Regions from separate parts of the Sus scrofa genome. Here region 2 is linked to region 1. A link is a contact called in public HiChIP or PLAC-seq data. All regions are on one chromosome and are shown on one strand. The core of a region is the stretch at or near the end of the contact, and the rest is flanking DNA. Distances in the headings are between cores, read along the strand shown. Region 1 overlaps BRD4 (bromodomain containing 4). Region 2 holds the start of SYDE1 (rho GTPase-activating protein SYDE1).

What was found. HiChIP or PLAC-seq counts read pairs in DNA pulled down with a chosen protein or histone mark.
Region 2: an H3K27ac HiChIP or PLAC-seq map of skeletal muscle shows a contact between it and region 1. The contact joins the promoter of SYDE1 here to the enhancer-like site in region 1. A contact is called at or near these places in 5 of 47 Hi-C or Micro-C datasets (fetal heart ventricle, heart right ventricle, liver and 2 more) and 2 of 2 datasets of contacts at active chromatin or transcription factors (alveolar macrophages and skeletal muscle).

Annotation. Positions count from the first base shown.
Region 1 is chr2:62,327,570-62,334,166 of Sscrofa11.1, forward strand. All of the region lies in intron 10 of BRD4 (bromodomain containing 4), which reads left to right. Among named protein-coding and RNA genes, the nearest start is that of EPHX3, 18 kb to the right of the region's middle. Within about 2 kb of position 4,967, at least 30 of the 83 cell types and tissues checked have an H3K27ac peak or open chromatin away from gene starts, as enhancers often do. A contact at or near this core is called in alveolar macrophages and skeletal muscle, where this site is marked.
Region 2 is chr2:62,450,701-62,458,124 of Sscrofa11.1, forward strand. It overlaps SYDE1 (rho GTPase-activating protein SYDE1), which reads right to left and starts at 3,244. Exons shown (of 8, transcript XM_003123426.4): 1 at 3,030-3,244; 2 at 1,092-1,433; 3 at 346-990; 4 at 1-165. The coding sequence starts at 3,117.

The DNA.
Region 1 (6,597 bases), core at 3,717-6,216:
TAACTTGGAGTCTAGTTGCACTCCTGCCTGTGCTCAGTCTTGCATCCAGGCTGCTAGAGACCAGAGATGGTAGTCATGAGAACCTGCTGGGCCCTCCCATCTACCTGGCCATCATGTTAACCTCTAACAGAGGAGGGAGGATGTGGGTGGATAGCCCTGCACTTTGTACCCCCATGGCCTGGGTTGCGGGGAGGACAGGTGGGCCAGGGGTATTGGCACTGCAGAGCCCTGGAAAACAAAGTAGGGGCAGATGATGGAATTAACCTTGATGTGACCTGGCAGGCTTCACAATCTTCCGTGTCACAGTTGCATGCAGCACAGCCCTTCCAGGTGATGTGCTTTGGCAGGTGTGGAACAGTCTGCTTTTAGCCCTGCTGTCCCCAGGGCTTGGGGCACTGCCACCTCCGCAGAGTGTGCTTACTGCTGCCTTGGCTGCTCCTAACTGCACGCACTTAGACTTGCGTGTCCAGTACCTCTAACAGTTCTTTTCTCCATGCTCCATGGGCCTGCACGCGTACCCCCTGGTGTGCCTGAGCAACAGCTTCGACATGGGAGGTAGAAGCAGGTGGAGATGCTGAGTGCTGTGTGGTGGGGAAGGGGACCTTTCCTCCAAATAAAGCTTTCCTGATTATTCTCAGGGGAGTAGATGCTCAGATTGCCCAGAGGAGAGACTAGGGAAGAAGCCTGGTGACCAGCTTTGTTCTGTGAGGCAAAATTGGCCTTCTCTGTCTGGGCAAGCAAGGTTGTCCCTGGGCAGGCCCAGCTCCATCAGTTCAGCAGGCAGGCTGCAGTGTGCATATTCACAGTGGGAAACATGTTTGGGCAATGAAGACTCCTGGCATTTTTTTTCATGTACCTATCCCATCTCTGATATTTTATTCTTACTGAAAATAAACAATAAGCTCCACTTAAGGGAGTTCCCCTATGGCGCATCAGGTTAAGGATCCAGCATTGTCACTTCAAGCGGCTCCAGTCCTTGACTTGGGAACTTGCCCATGCTGCGGGCACGGCTGAAGAAAACCCAAAACAACAAAACAAAAAGTGAAAAGAAAAATAAACATTAAAAAACAGTATGTTCCACTTAATCTTTTCACATAAATAATGTGACCTGGTGATGCGAAGAAAGTTTGAGGATCACTTAGAGCAGTTGGAAAGAGCGGTGCTGCTCTGGTGTGTGGGTCCACAGGTCCTTGTGTGGGCTCAACCCAGCTCTGTCCAGGGAAGCTGAGGATAAGAAGGCCTCTGGGCCTTGTCCCTGTTCCTCTTCCCCTTTATAAATAAGGACACCAAACTTCCCAAATGAGTGGGGGGCTCACCATGAGGTGGATAAGGGCTTCTCTGGGATGCCAAATGCTCATTTTTTTGGGTCAGAGTGATAAATTCTTTAAGTATGTTCTGTAAATTGTATGCAGAGACTGCTGTGGGTAGTTTGCTGGCTGCCTTTGTCTCCATCCTTCACCTTTTTTCTTCCTCACTAGGACCCACTTCCATTGCTTTTATTAAAAAAAAAAAAAAAAATCAGTTCCACTCATGGCTCAGCGGAAACTAATCTGACTAGTATCCGTGAGGATGCAGGTTCTACCCATGGCTTCTGTGGGTTAAGGATCCAGCATTGCCATGAGCTGTGGTGTAGGTCGAAGATGCGTCTCAGATCTGGCATTGCTGTGACTGTGGCGTAGGCCAGCAGGTACAGCTCGGATTCAACCCCTAGCCTGAGAAACCTCCATGTGCTGCGAGTGCAGCGCTAAAAAGACCACACACACAAAAAAAATCAGCTGACCAGCAGGGGGTGCTGCACCCCTGCACTTGCTCAAGCAGAGCTGGTCCCAGGCCAGGGCCCACCACCCTCAGCAGGGTGAATGGCCATGTTCTTGGATCCAATTAGCATTCCTGATGGCTGCTAACTTCTCTTTTTCATTGCCTGCCAGGACTTGGGTTTGCTTTTGCCTCTGGAGTTTTGTACCTCCTGAGTTTTTTATCGAGCTTCTCCTACCAGGTTTCGCAGCCTTTTTTCCTAAGATCTGAGCAACCAAAAAAAACCCCCAAAGTTGAAATTGGCAAAGGACCTGATTGTCAAAAGAACGTGGCTTGGTCCCGTCCAGTGTGGCACCTTACAGGGTTATGATCATCACATCCTGATGTCTCAATTGCAAACTGTGACTGTGGCCTTTGTCCTTGGCCCCTGAGCTTTTCAGGGTACATTTGCAGTAACACTCCTATGCTTCTGAGTGCCCTACATGCTGCCTGCTGTGGAGCGACCATAACAGCATTTCTAACAGGTCTTTGCTGCTGCCGAGATTTTTTTTTTTCACATTTTTCCCCCTTTTAAAGAAATGGAAAGATTGTGCAACAAGTAATCTGAGAGTCCTGGGAACAGCTGTCCTGGCGGGAAAGAGGGCGAGATTTACAGTCTTGGAGCCGCCAGCCTACAGGCTCCCAGGCTCCAGAAATCCAGCCCTGGCGGCTCCCTTGGCTGCACTAGCTCCTTTTCCTTCCCAGGCATTCTCCCCACCTTGGGTTTTTTGAGGCTCTCCTTGGTTTTTGTGGTCCTGACTTTTCCTTTGCCATCCATGTGCGCTGGAGAGCTCTGTCTGGGCCAGCTGAGAGCTTTTACCCACACTATAGGTTTGTGCCCTGCAGCTCAGACAGTTCAGGTGCCAAAGTGGGAGCCTGTGCCCCATTTCCACTGAATGTAGCAATCTGCTGTCCCGTTCTGCACAGGAAACTGCAGTTGCTCTCAAGGCATCTCCTCCAGCAGCTGCTCTTGCTGGGACCAGTTCTAGGTGGTTCTGCCTTGGGGGGATGGGGCTTGGCGGGGGGCATTGAAGGTGTTTCTCTTGGTCTTTGGGGGCTTGTTTTGCTCTCCTTGTTCTTATTCTCCATTTGGATTAGAGCTGAAATTCCTATAAGGGCCTATTTTGTCTTTTCTGCCAACACAGCCTAAAGACATGAATCACCAAAAGAATAGAGGCACTAAATTGGGGCTAAGGTAGTGGTACACAGACTCCTCTCTGGCCACTGTCCATAGCAAGGATGCCACCAACTTGTTAGAACATGGGCAGGTCCTTGGGCTGAAGCAGTGGTCTGCAGACTAGGGCGGGGGGGTGTTTCTTTTCCCAACTCTGCCTCAGACCACCATGTATTCTTCCTCCTGCCCAGTAGCATGCAGCACTGTTGGCCAGTCCCATCACATCTTCTGAACCCAGCTGTTACTTGGGTCGTAGTCTTCCATTGGGCTTTGATCCTAGCTAAATTTTGGATCTACTTGAAGGTTCAGTATTTGAATGGGGGTTGCTGGTACTAGTGCCACCATCCCACTGCTGCTGAGCCATCTTAAGCTTTCACCCCATCACATTGCTGATGTCTGACTCTTCCAAAATGCTACCCACAGGTCTTTTGGGGGCCAGGGGTGGACACACACAGCTCCTGTCCCTCTCAGGAGTGGCCCTAGCCTGGGCTGGGACCAGGAGTTCAGGGAAGTATGGGGTTATTCTCTTGGACTTGGTCCTAGTCTTCTAGTTGCAGAGGGAGTGCACTCCATCTATTTTTGTCTCCTGGTTTCCTTTTCCCAGGATCGGAGCATGTGGGTGTTTCTTAATAGCTCCAGGGGGAAAAGGAATGCTTGATGTTTTGGAAAGATTTGAGCTGGAAAGTGCAGACAGAGGCCGTGGGGCATTCTTCCCAGACAACCAGCCTCAGCTTCCGATCCCCGGGGTCTTGGGAGGACTTGATTCCATTCCCAATTTGGGGCCTGCTGCTGCTGTTCCAAGGGTGTGACAGTTGCTCTTGGGAAGGGGGTAAGTCCCCTGGCAGGGGTTGGGGTGAGAAGAGAACTGGAGGGACACAGCCTAGCTGGTCTGCCTGCACCGCCAGGTAACCCCTCACCACTCACAGGGGTTGTAGCTGGAGGGAATCTGGTGCTCATGGGTGAAGGCAAGCCTTGTGGAATGTGCCCTGAATGAGAGGCCATCTGGTGAGCGGGTTTTTCCCATACACACCCTTGGAGTCCATGGGAGTGCAGTGTTGGTTGCATCCTCTCCAACAGAAGGTCTGCTTTGCTATGTGGTTGGAAACAAGCCCCATGCCCCTTCCCCAGTCAAGAGGAGCTGCAGAAAAAAGAAAGGACAACTTTCTTCCTGAACTTGTTTTTATTTTTTGTTCTACTCAACAGTTTATGTAACCAGCTCCTCTTTTTATAATTTTCTGTGTTTGTTTTTTGGGGTCTGAAGGAATGCAGGTGAGGCTGTAAGCTAGAGGTCCTGCACTCCAGAGCCCCTTTCTTGAGGTTTCTTATCTCCACCAAGCCCTGAGGAAAAGTCAGCATCACCTCTCTGAGATAGACATGGTGCAGAAAAGCAGACTCTGGGAGGATAATCTCAGCATCAGTGGATGCCAAATGGGCCTGACACACCAGTTCTTCAGAAGTGATGGCAAGAAGGATAGACAGGGGAGCCTCTTAGGTGCAAAGACCAGAAAAGAAGGCACCAGCCTGCACTTGGCACACATGGAACTCATTAGAAGCAGTTCTGTCTAGAAGCATAAACAGGCTCAGGCAGTTCTGGAGCTATTTACGCCTGCTGGATCCGAGGCTCTTCCAAGGGGAAGGTGGGTCTGTCCCCACCCACAGCTGTTTAGGCAGGGGGCGGAACTCCTAGTCTGCGGTGCTGTTCTCTGAGCCCTGACAGCAAGCAGGGAAGAGGAGGCTGACTCAGTCTGTGGTTCTTCTGTTCTTATGACTTGAATGGTACATTCCACACCATTTCTCTCACACTGGTTTCTCTCTTCCTCTATGTAGGTCCTGCCTAATCATTGGACACGGACTCTTAATAAAACGGTCTTCAGTTCCAGATTCCTTCCCAGCAAGCTATAGCTTAAGTCCATTTTCTTCCGTGAAAGGGACAGGACTCCATCAAGTTATGGAATTCCTCAGAGCCCTGGGCCTGTCCCCTGGGGTGGATTAGTCATGCCCAGCAGCTCACGCCTAGTCCCGCCTCCGGGAAGGCTGCCTGCCTGGCTGTTCACCCGGGCCTCCTGTGTAAAGACTGCCTGGCGGTCCTGCCCAGCCTCCCTGGTCGTCTGGGATCCTTTGGTGGGGTGGCATCTCCCAAAGGGTGATGACAGTCCCCCTGCACACACATACATGTGGTGCTGCTCTGTGTGCAAGGACCCATCACAAATATGTTTTCTCTCTTCACCCCTCCGTCTTTTTCTGGGACTCTGGATCCTAACTGCTTCTCTCCTGGACCTTGCAATGATACTAGCCCAGGGAAGATCTCACTCAGCCTAAGGAAGAACACCCTGATATCTAGAGCTTTCCGAAGTGAGAAATGGGGTTTTAGAGACGAGGCCAGCTGGGCCGCAAGGCTCACTGGGGCTGACCCCCAGTAAACCTTTGCTCTGGTGGCCCATGAGGCTCCATTAGCTGGATCCTGTCATCAGCCACAGCTGACCCACAGTTCCCCTGCAGTCTTTCTTCTGTTTTCATTGTTCCTGTTGTTGTCTGTTGGGCATTTTCCCAACTTCTTTTGGCCTCTTCTCCTAAAGTCACATAGGGAAAGTACCTCCTAGGCTGCCTCCCCATTCCTCCCAGGTAATTAGAAGCAGGCTACAGTGGGCAGGAGTTGCCAGGCCATCAGTGATGGGTATCCTGGGAGTAGTGGCCATGCAGCCAGCTGACCTGGCTCCTGTAGCCCATCATCCCTTTCCCCAGTGGAGTTGGGATCTGGGCCTAGTGTGAAAGAAAGGGCTCTCAAAACCCACAATAGCAGATCAGTCACTATGGGCGGCAGAGCCTTTGAGGCCTGTTCTGTGCACATCTCTGAGGTGCATTGCCAGTGCAAGTACCCTCCTAAATGATGGCAACCACTGGGAGTGTGGCAGGTCAGGGTGGCCACATCATCCAAGCCCTCTGAGAGGTACTGAATATGTGTTTTGGGGGGAGTTTTTTGGGGTTTTTGTTTTTTTTTTTTTCCTACTCTCTCTCTCTCTCTCTCTCCCTCCCTCCCTCCCTCTCTCTCTCTCTCTCTCTCTCTCTCTCTCTCTCTCTCTCTCTCTCTCTCTCTCTCTCAAAATAAGTATTGGCCCTTTTTTGGTCATGAATCCAGCATCTCAGCAGAAAATTGCCTGACATGAAAAGTCCCCTAAGAAATAGCATCTGCGTTTCAAAGAGCTTTTTTGTTTTAAGTGTAGTTTGTGTGTACTTCTTTAAAGCCTAGCTGTCTCCTGGCATCTTGGAGTCTGCTTTCTTTTGAAGCTAGAAGCAGCCTTGAGGAGGTGCAGCTGGCCACCACCTGTGCAGAAACCCTGGCACTCCTCTCAGCTCCTTAAGGCCTTGGGCCCAAGCAGCTCTAACTTCCCTAGACTGGCCTTGGCCTTGGGTTCTAGATTCAGCCTTCCCAGAGCCTCCAGGGCCCTGCAGTGATACTTAAAAGTTCCTAGGCTGCTCCCTGGTCCTCTGTCCTGTTAGCTTCCAGTCAAACTCCATTTGCCAAACAAATTATTTTGAGCTGCCCTTTGGCCTGTGTTTTATGGGTTCCCAGTACAGCTCGGCCTGTCTAGGGCCAGGGGGCTTTATGCCTAGAGATTCCCACAGGACAG
Region 2 (7,424 bases), core at 1,994-4,493, 120 kb after region 1:
GCACCTGGCCTGGGGACTGCTCCCGCTCCACCAGCAGTGGTAAGGGCAACCCGAAAACACGGGGCTCAGCTGTGCTTGGTGCTTCATGTTGCTCTGACAGGGTCAGCTTGGCATATAGCAGTCCTTGGGGCTCCAGGCGCACGGCCAGCTGCTGGGCCTGGCATCCTGAAGACAGAAGGGGGCCTCCTAAATGGGGTGTGCCACCACAGGCTCCTGTGCCCTAGCCCCCTATTTCAAGCCACGCCCCTACCCTGGGCTTAGTACCCTGGGCTCTCTGGGGGAAGGAGGGAGCCCTGAGCTGGATCCTGAGCCCTACCCCTCCTCCCTTGCAGCCATTCGTCCTACCTCGGAAAACTGTGGGCAGCAGCACAGTGCCCTGGGCGCAGGGCCTGTGCCGCCGAACGCCTGGGTCCCATGCCAACACCAGGGCCCGCAGCAGCCGGGCAGCCTCGAGTTCAAGGTGGAAGGTGTGGTCCAAACGCAGGAAGTCTGGCCCCCCACGCAGCGGCCCCGTTCGGGCCCGCGCCACCCCATCCACCTGCAGCAGGCAGCAGAGGTCTCGTGGAGTGGCCCCAGGTGCTGGCCGTAGCCCCCCCAGCCCGTACAGGTGCAGGCTGAGGCGGCCCCAGAGTGCAGCCGGGGGCGACCGGGCTGATGGGCCCACCTCATAGGGGCGGAAGGCAGTGGGTGATGGGGGCCCTGCTGGGCGCTCGGGTGAGTCGCCATCACTGAGGTAACCAGCCCTCAGGCCCCGTGCGCCCTCAGCCACTGCCGCCCGCCCCGGGGTTCCTACGCTGCTATCCAGGTGGTAACGGCTGATGACTGAGCCCTCTGGGGCGGCCCGCTCACGCTCTCGGCCAGCCCGGGTGCTCCGCAGGCTCAGGCGGCGCCGCAACTCGGGCAGCTTCTTCATCTTCATTGAGAGGCGCCTGGCTGGGCCAGGAGACTTGGTGCGGGAGGCTTTGGTTGGGGGACTGGCAGGGGCTGTGCCTGTGGGGAAGGCAGAACTCAGGCTCCAGAAATCTGAGTTTGGGATGGGGGTGGGGCTAGTAGCCATCTTAGGGGTTCCAGGGTATGAGGCTTGTGCTCACCTGGGGAAGTCAGGCTCTCTGGCTCAGCTGAGCCTGGCTGCAGCCCTGGGGGCTCAGCTGTCGGAGGTCTGGGGTCCTCTTCAGGGATGGGGTTGTACCAGATCTCACCAGCAGGCTCTCCACTGCCAGGTGCCCCAGGCCCCAAAGCAGCCTCCTCCGGTGGTTTGGCCCCACCCAGCACCCATCGGCGGCTGCTGGGCTCCAGGCTCTGCAGGTAGGCACCCCGAGCCGGGCTACGAGATTCTTCGGGGCTGGGAGGCCCCTCTGCTCCAGGCTGGGATCCTTCCAGGGCCTGGGGCTCTGGCTCTGGAGGGCTAGGCTCCTGGCGCTGGGCTGGGCGGCCTGGTAAAGTGCAAAGGAAATGAGACCCAGCCTCCCACTGTCCCCAGAATAGCCCCAGTCCAGGGCTCTTCTCCCAGCAGGGGCTGGGGCTGGGGTGCACTCAGCTCTGACAGTCTATACATTCATTTAGAATGGGTGGCAACAGGCCAGCAATCTCATTACCAGCTTAGAGCTGCACACTACCCCCCATCCCAAAAAGGACTCTGTCCCTCTGCCCTCCAGCCTCAGCGGTCCAGTGGGGTTTCTTTGTGCTTGGGTTCTGCATTCCCCAGTCTGCTTCCCCTTGCCTCTCATTAACTCTGGCATGGAGGTCTGCCCCATCCCTTCTTGCTGGGTGGCTTTGGGTAAGTCACTTTCGATCTCTGAGCCTCAGTGTCTCCTCCTGTGAAATGCAGGGATTTGTTGCTCCCTTCAGGGAGGCTTTGGGGAGCTCAGCATGGGAAGCATTTCCCAGGCACTCACATCTTGGTCAAACCCATAGTCCACAGTGGACGCTGGCTAGCTTGCTTGGAAGACAAGAGCAGGCATAAGAGCAAGAGTGCCTGCTGTGTTTTCCCTTACTTGCAGCATGTCACTCCCCAACTCCTTGCTTGTGTTCCAAACTCTGCCTGCATTTTGGAGCGGGTCCTGTCTCTCAGCCCAGGCCAGGCCTCCATGGTCAATGCCTTGACCTCCCTCCCCCCTCATCTTCCCCTTTCTGACATCTCGAGCTGTTTCCTGTGTTTTTCTGTGCGTGGGCACCCCTGTCCCTTTGCTCTGGGAACCTTGGGAATCTTTGGGAAGGGCTGGGGGGGAGGTCAGATCCATGCAGTCCTCTGCACCCCCTCCTTTAACTCCTTCCTTCCTGGGACTTCCTGTCTGACACAGCTCCCATTTCTTTAAGGTCTTGCCTGTGGACTCCCTCCTCTGGTCACTTCAGATTTCTATTCCCCAGGACTCAGCCTTGGAGGTTTCATTTAGTAGCATAGTCCAAAGAGCTGTTAAATCACTTCACTGGCACTGGTAAATTACTCAACCTCTCTGTGCCACAGTTTCCCCATCTGTATAAAGGGGACAGTTTCCTGGGGCTGCCTTAGGTGGGTTCAGCTGCAGTCACTGGTTAATAGGTCGCGGGGGGCGGGGGCGGTTGGGGGAGGACGGTGGTAGGGGGTGGCCACCATGCTTGATGAACCGCCTCTCTCCCTCCTCTGCAAGAGTATGCCTGGCAACCCTATACCAGGTCTCTAGGGCTCAGGGTATTCCCTGCTTGACTTGACTAAACCCCAGTTTCTCAGCCTCCCACCTCCTCCTCCCCTCCACTCTCCAGGCGCTCCGCCTCGGCCCCATTTCCTGTCAGGGGTGAGGCCCCCTCCAGGGCCTCCCAAGGAGCACGCAGCGCTGGCATCCCTGGCCAGGCGCACATAACGGTCCGCGCCCCCTCTCCCCCCAGCCCGTTACTTCCAGGACCCCTGCTTACCCCGGCCCCCAACCCCGGCCCGCAGGGGGCTCCGCTGGGCTTCCCCAGTCCCCTCAGTGGTCCCTCCTTGGGGCCTCGGGACACCCCCTCCCAGGCCAGATGGGGTCTGGCGCCCCTTCTTCTCCACCTTCCCCTCTCACCGCGCTCCTTCGCGTCCGACTTTTTCCGGGGAAGTTTCTCCCGGCCCCGAAGGCGGGAGAAGGTTTTCCTGAGCAGCGGCTCGGCCATGCTGGGGCCCGGGCCGGGCGGAGTGCGCGCCCCGGGCTCGGGCCGCGCCGCCCCCCGCCCTCCCCGCCCCGCCTGGGCCTCCCCGCCCGCCCCCAGTCCAGCGGCAGCAGGAAGCGCATTCCGGGAATGCTTGGCCCCAATTTTTTTTTTTTTCTTTCCCCTTCCCGCGGCCTGAGCGGGCGATGCTGGGATATGTAGTCAGTCGCCTGGGGCCGAGAGGGGAGTGAATGGGGGCTCTGTGCTGCCTCCTGGGCTCCAACTGAATATTGTAGAGCAGGACCAGGCCCTCATCTTTCCTCGTATCCATCTTCTGTTGATGACCGCCTACAGCAAGTTCTCTTGGGTTTATTACAAAATTCATCGGGCACTTATCCCTTTTCTTTCCCCCCATCCACTGTTCTAGCCTGGTGCAAGCCCTAGGCACCTCTCAGTTTTTGAAGACATGGCCATTTCCTTAGTTTCCTGATGCCATTGCGGTGCCTGTCTCCTCCACCCAGTTCTCCTCCCCTCAACCGGCCCCCGGCAATTCCAATTACTGCTGCTGTTTAACAAACCATCCCAAAACTTAGTGGTGTGAAACAGAGTTTCATGATGCTCACACATGCTGTGGGTCAGAAATGTGAGCTAACATTGTTTCTATTCAGTTGGAAAGATTTTGAGGTTTAGGGGGTTACTCAACAAGTGAGGGTCCAGAATCACCTGGAAAAATGTTCACTTACAGATCTTGCAATTGATGCCAGGTGTGGGCTGGACCTCTATAGGGGTTGTGGAATAGGGCACCTACACATGCTTCTCCATGTGAATTGGGGGCTTCGAGCAGCTCAATAGTCAAGAGTATTTGGGCTTCTTGCTTATCTACCGAAGCTTCAAAAATGAACAAGGCAGGGAGTTCCTGTCGTGGCGCAGTGGAAGTGAATCCGACTAGAATCCATGAGGTTGTGGGTTTGATTGCTGGTCTTGCTTAGTGGGTTAAGGATCCGGAGTTGCCATGAGTTGTGGTGTAGGTCGCAGATGGGGCTTGGATCTGGCCTTGCTGTGGCTCTGGCGTAGGCCGGCAGCTATAGCTCTGATTAGACCCCTGGTCTGGGAACCTCCATTTGCTGTGCGTGTGGTCCTAAAAAAAAAAAAAAAAAAAAAAAAAAAAAAAAAAAAAAGAACAAGGCAGGAAGTCCCTGGTGGTGCAGTGGATTAAGGATCTGGCTTTGTCACTGCTGTGGCTCTGGTCACTGCTATGACTGGTCACTGCTGTGATGTGTGTTCCATCCCTGACCCAGGAACTTCTGCATGCCACAGGCAAGGCAGAAAAAAATCCAAAATGAACAAGACATTACCTTTGCTGAATCAGCTTTGAGTGCCAAACTGTGTTACTTCTCGCACCAGATTCAAGGAGAGGGGTCATAGGCTGCACCTCTCTCAGTGGGCTATGTGTCAATGTGACCTTGTAACATTCTTGTGTGAGAGAATGTGGGATGGCAGATATTATTGTAGCCATTTGGAAAATTTAACTTGCCTCACTTGTATATTCCAATCTCCATGCAATATTCAGAGTGGACTTAAAAACCTGAACTCAGATCATGGCACATCCATGCCGAACAGTCTTCCTATAATTGCTCACCCCACCTAAAATAAAATCTAGATTCCTATAAATAAAATCCAGTCCCAACAAGACTTCTGGCCTTGTCTCCTTTGTTGTCCCTGTCACTCACCATGACCTCATCTCTGGTTCTCCTTCATATCAAATTATTTCTGCCCCAGGCTCTTTGTACATGCAGTGCCTTCATGTGGCCAGGGATCAAACCCACATCCTCATGGGTGCTAGTTGGGTTCACTAACCACTGAGCCACAACGGGAACTCCTCAATATTTATTTTTTGGTAAACCCTTTTGACAGGGTTTCTGTACTTTTCCTGTTGCATTTATTTGGTTACATGCAGCTCATTTAATTCACCATTGGCTATGATTTTTTCCCAGCAATCAGAAACTCTAGATAAGCATAGGCCAGCAGCTGTAGTTCCAATTTGACCTCTAGCCTGGGAACTTCTATATGCCACAAGTGCAGCCTAAAAAGCAAAAGCAAAAAAAAAAAAAAAAAAAAAAAAAAAAAAAAAAAAATTCTTGATAAGTGAGAACAAATGATCTGCTGGCTGTATATAATGAAATGATTATGAATGCTAAATTTCACACTTGGTGAAGTTTGTAAATTATTCATCTGGATTTTACTAATCACCATTTGGATTTTGGAGTGTGTGTGTATGTCTTCTTTCCTCCAAATGTTTACATAATTGGCTAATGTGCTATGCTTATGAATAAGCACAGCCTCCAGGAGATACAGGATTTTGTTGAAATTCAGGTAGATGGTGCATGTCGTGTTTGAGTAGAGCTCTACATCCTCTTGGCAGACAATGGAAGTTGGCAGATAAGTAAGTGCCCTAATTTCCTTACCCCTCAGATGGTATCAGTGAGGTATGTGTTCCACACAAAATCTCAGAGGTCCCCAAGGGATTGAATTTTACCTGCCTATGGCGAAAACTTGCATATCAATTCACTCTTTACTGATTCCCTTCCCTTCTCTGTCTCACTTCTTCACCGCCCTTTCAGCATTTCCTAGATCAATTTCCAAATAAACTACTTGTTCTTGAATCCTTATCTTAGGATCAGCTTCTGGGAAACATCAAATGAAGACATTCTCTCCAGGCCTCAGTTTCCTCATTTATCCAAAGGGATGGGTCCAAAGAGACTCCCTCTCTTATAAAGGCTATGGGGGTAGGAGGTGTTGGATGGGGCATGTGTCTGTGGACTAAGTCCCCTGTCCCTCTCTGGGGTCCTCAGTTCCTGGGAAATGAAAGATGGAGCAGCTTATGGGGAGCAGGCTCCTAGTATCCTCCACCCCCTGCTGTCATTCTAGTTGTTCCTACACTGGAGGTTCACCTTTATCTGGCATCTTCCAGGATGAGAAGGCAAGTGCTGCAGCCTGTACAGACCTCCCTGGCTGGGAGTCAGTCCCCAGAGGCACCAGGGAAGTGGTGGCTGCTCAGAGATGTCCACTGGGGTGGTATTGAGGAGCTGAAGGGACAAAGGGTAGTCGAGTTACCAAGAGGCATCTTCCTGAGGGAGTATGTGGTGTCACCTAGGAGGTAGTTAAAAGGGCAGCATATCTTGGCCAGAGCCTCCCAGTGGCCCTTTGAAAAGCCACACCAGGCAGTTTTGGAGCTGCAGCTGAGGTACAGTGGGTCCCCCTGTTGCCCACACAGTGCCCTCCTTTTATTAGCTGAAGGCCTGCTGGGCTCTCCTGCTGGCCACGCTCCTGCACAGGTCCTAGGACACATTTAGCAATTGGTCACCTGTGGCCATGCCAAGAGCTGTCTCAGCGTCCAGTGTGCAGAGCCTGAGGGTACTGGTCACGAGGGCCTCAAAGAAGTTGTCCCAGAGGAAGAGGAGGCAGGCTGGATAGGGGTGACTGGTCAGCTAGGGACAAGAGGCCTGGGGTGGGCCGGGCCAGGAAGAGACCCCGTGTCATTCCTTAGCTCCTTCCTCCTCCCTTCTCAGGCCTCTGATCTCTTGCACATTCCAAAGAATGGTCTGGCCCTTGACTGGCTCTGGGAGGTAGCCTCTAAGCCCTTGTATTATGCTACCTTGTAGAAATCTATTGTATACCTGGGGGCCATGCCAAATAATTTATGCTAACAATGTGATTTATGGTAGGGGCCTTGGTCTACAATGTATCAGTTTAATCTCTGAAGGGGCCAGAGACTGAGTAACTAAGATGAGCCACATAGGTGGTCAGCCGTGTCTAGGTGTGTGTTATTGGATGAATTATGTGCCCCTCCCAATTCATATGTTGGAATCCCAACTCCCCAGTAATTTTGACTGTGACTGTGTTTGGAGATAGGATCTTTAAACATGTGATTAAATAAAAATAAAGTCTTTAGTCTAATCCAGTATGACTATTATCCTAAGAGGAGGAAATTTGGACACAGACATGTGTGCACACAGAGGGAAAATGATGTGAAGAGACAGGGAGAAGATGGCCATTTTCAAGCCAAGGAGAGAGACCTCAGAAGGAACCAACCCTGCTGACAACTTGATCTTGGACTTCCAGCCTCTAGAACTGAGAAAATTAATTTCTGTTGTTTCAGCCCCCAGTCTGTGATGTCATGGCAGCCTTAGTAAACTAATACAGTGGCCAACTCCCAGTGAAAACCCTGGGCACCAGGGAGCTTCCCAGGTTGGACGTAAACACATGTGTGTTGTCACATCATTGTTGGGAGAATTAAGCACTGTCCAATAACTCCACAGGGAGGAGACAAC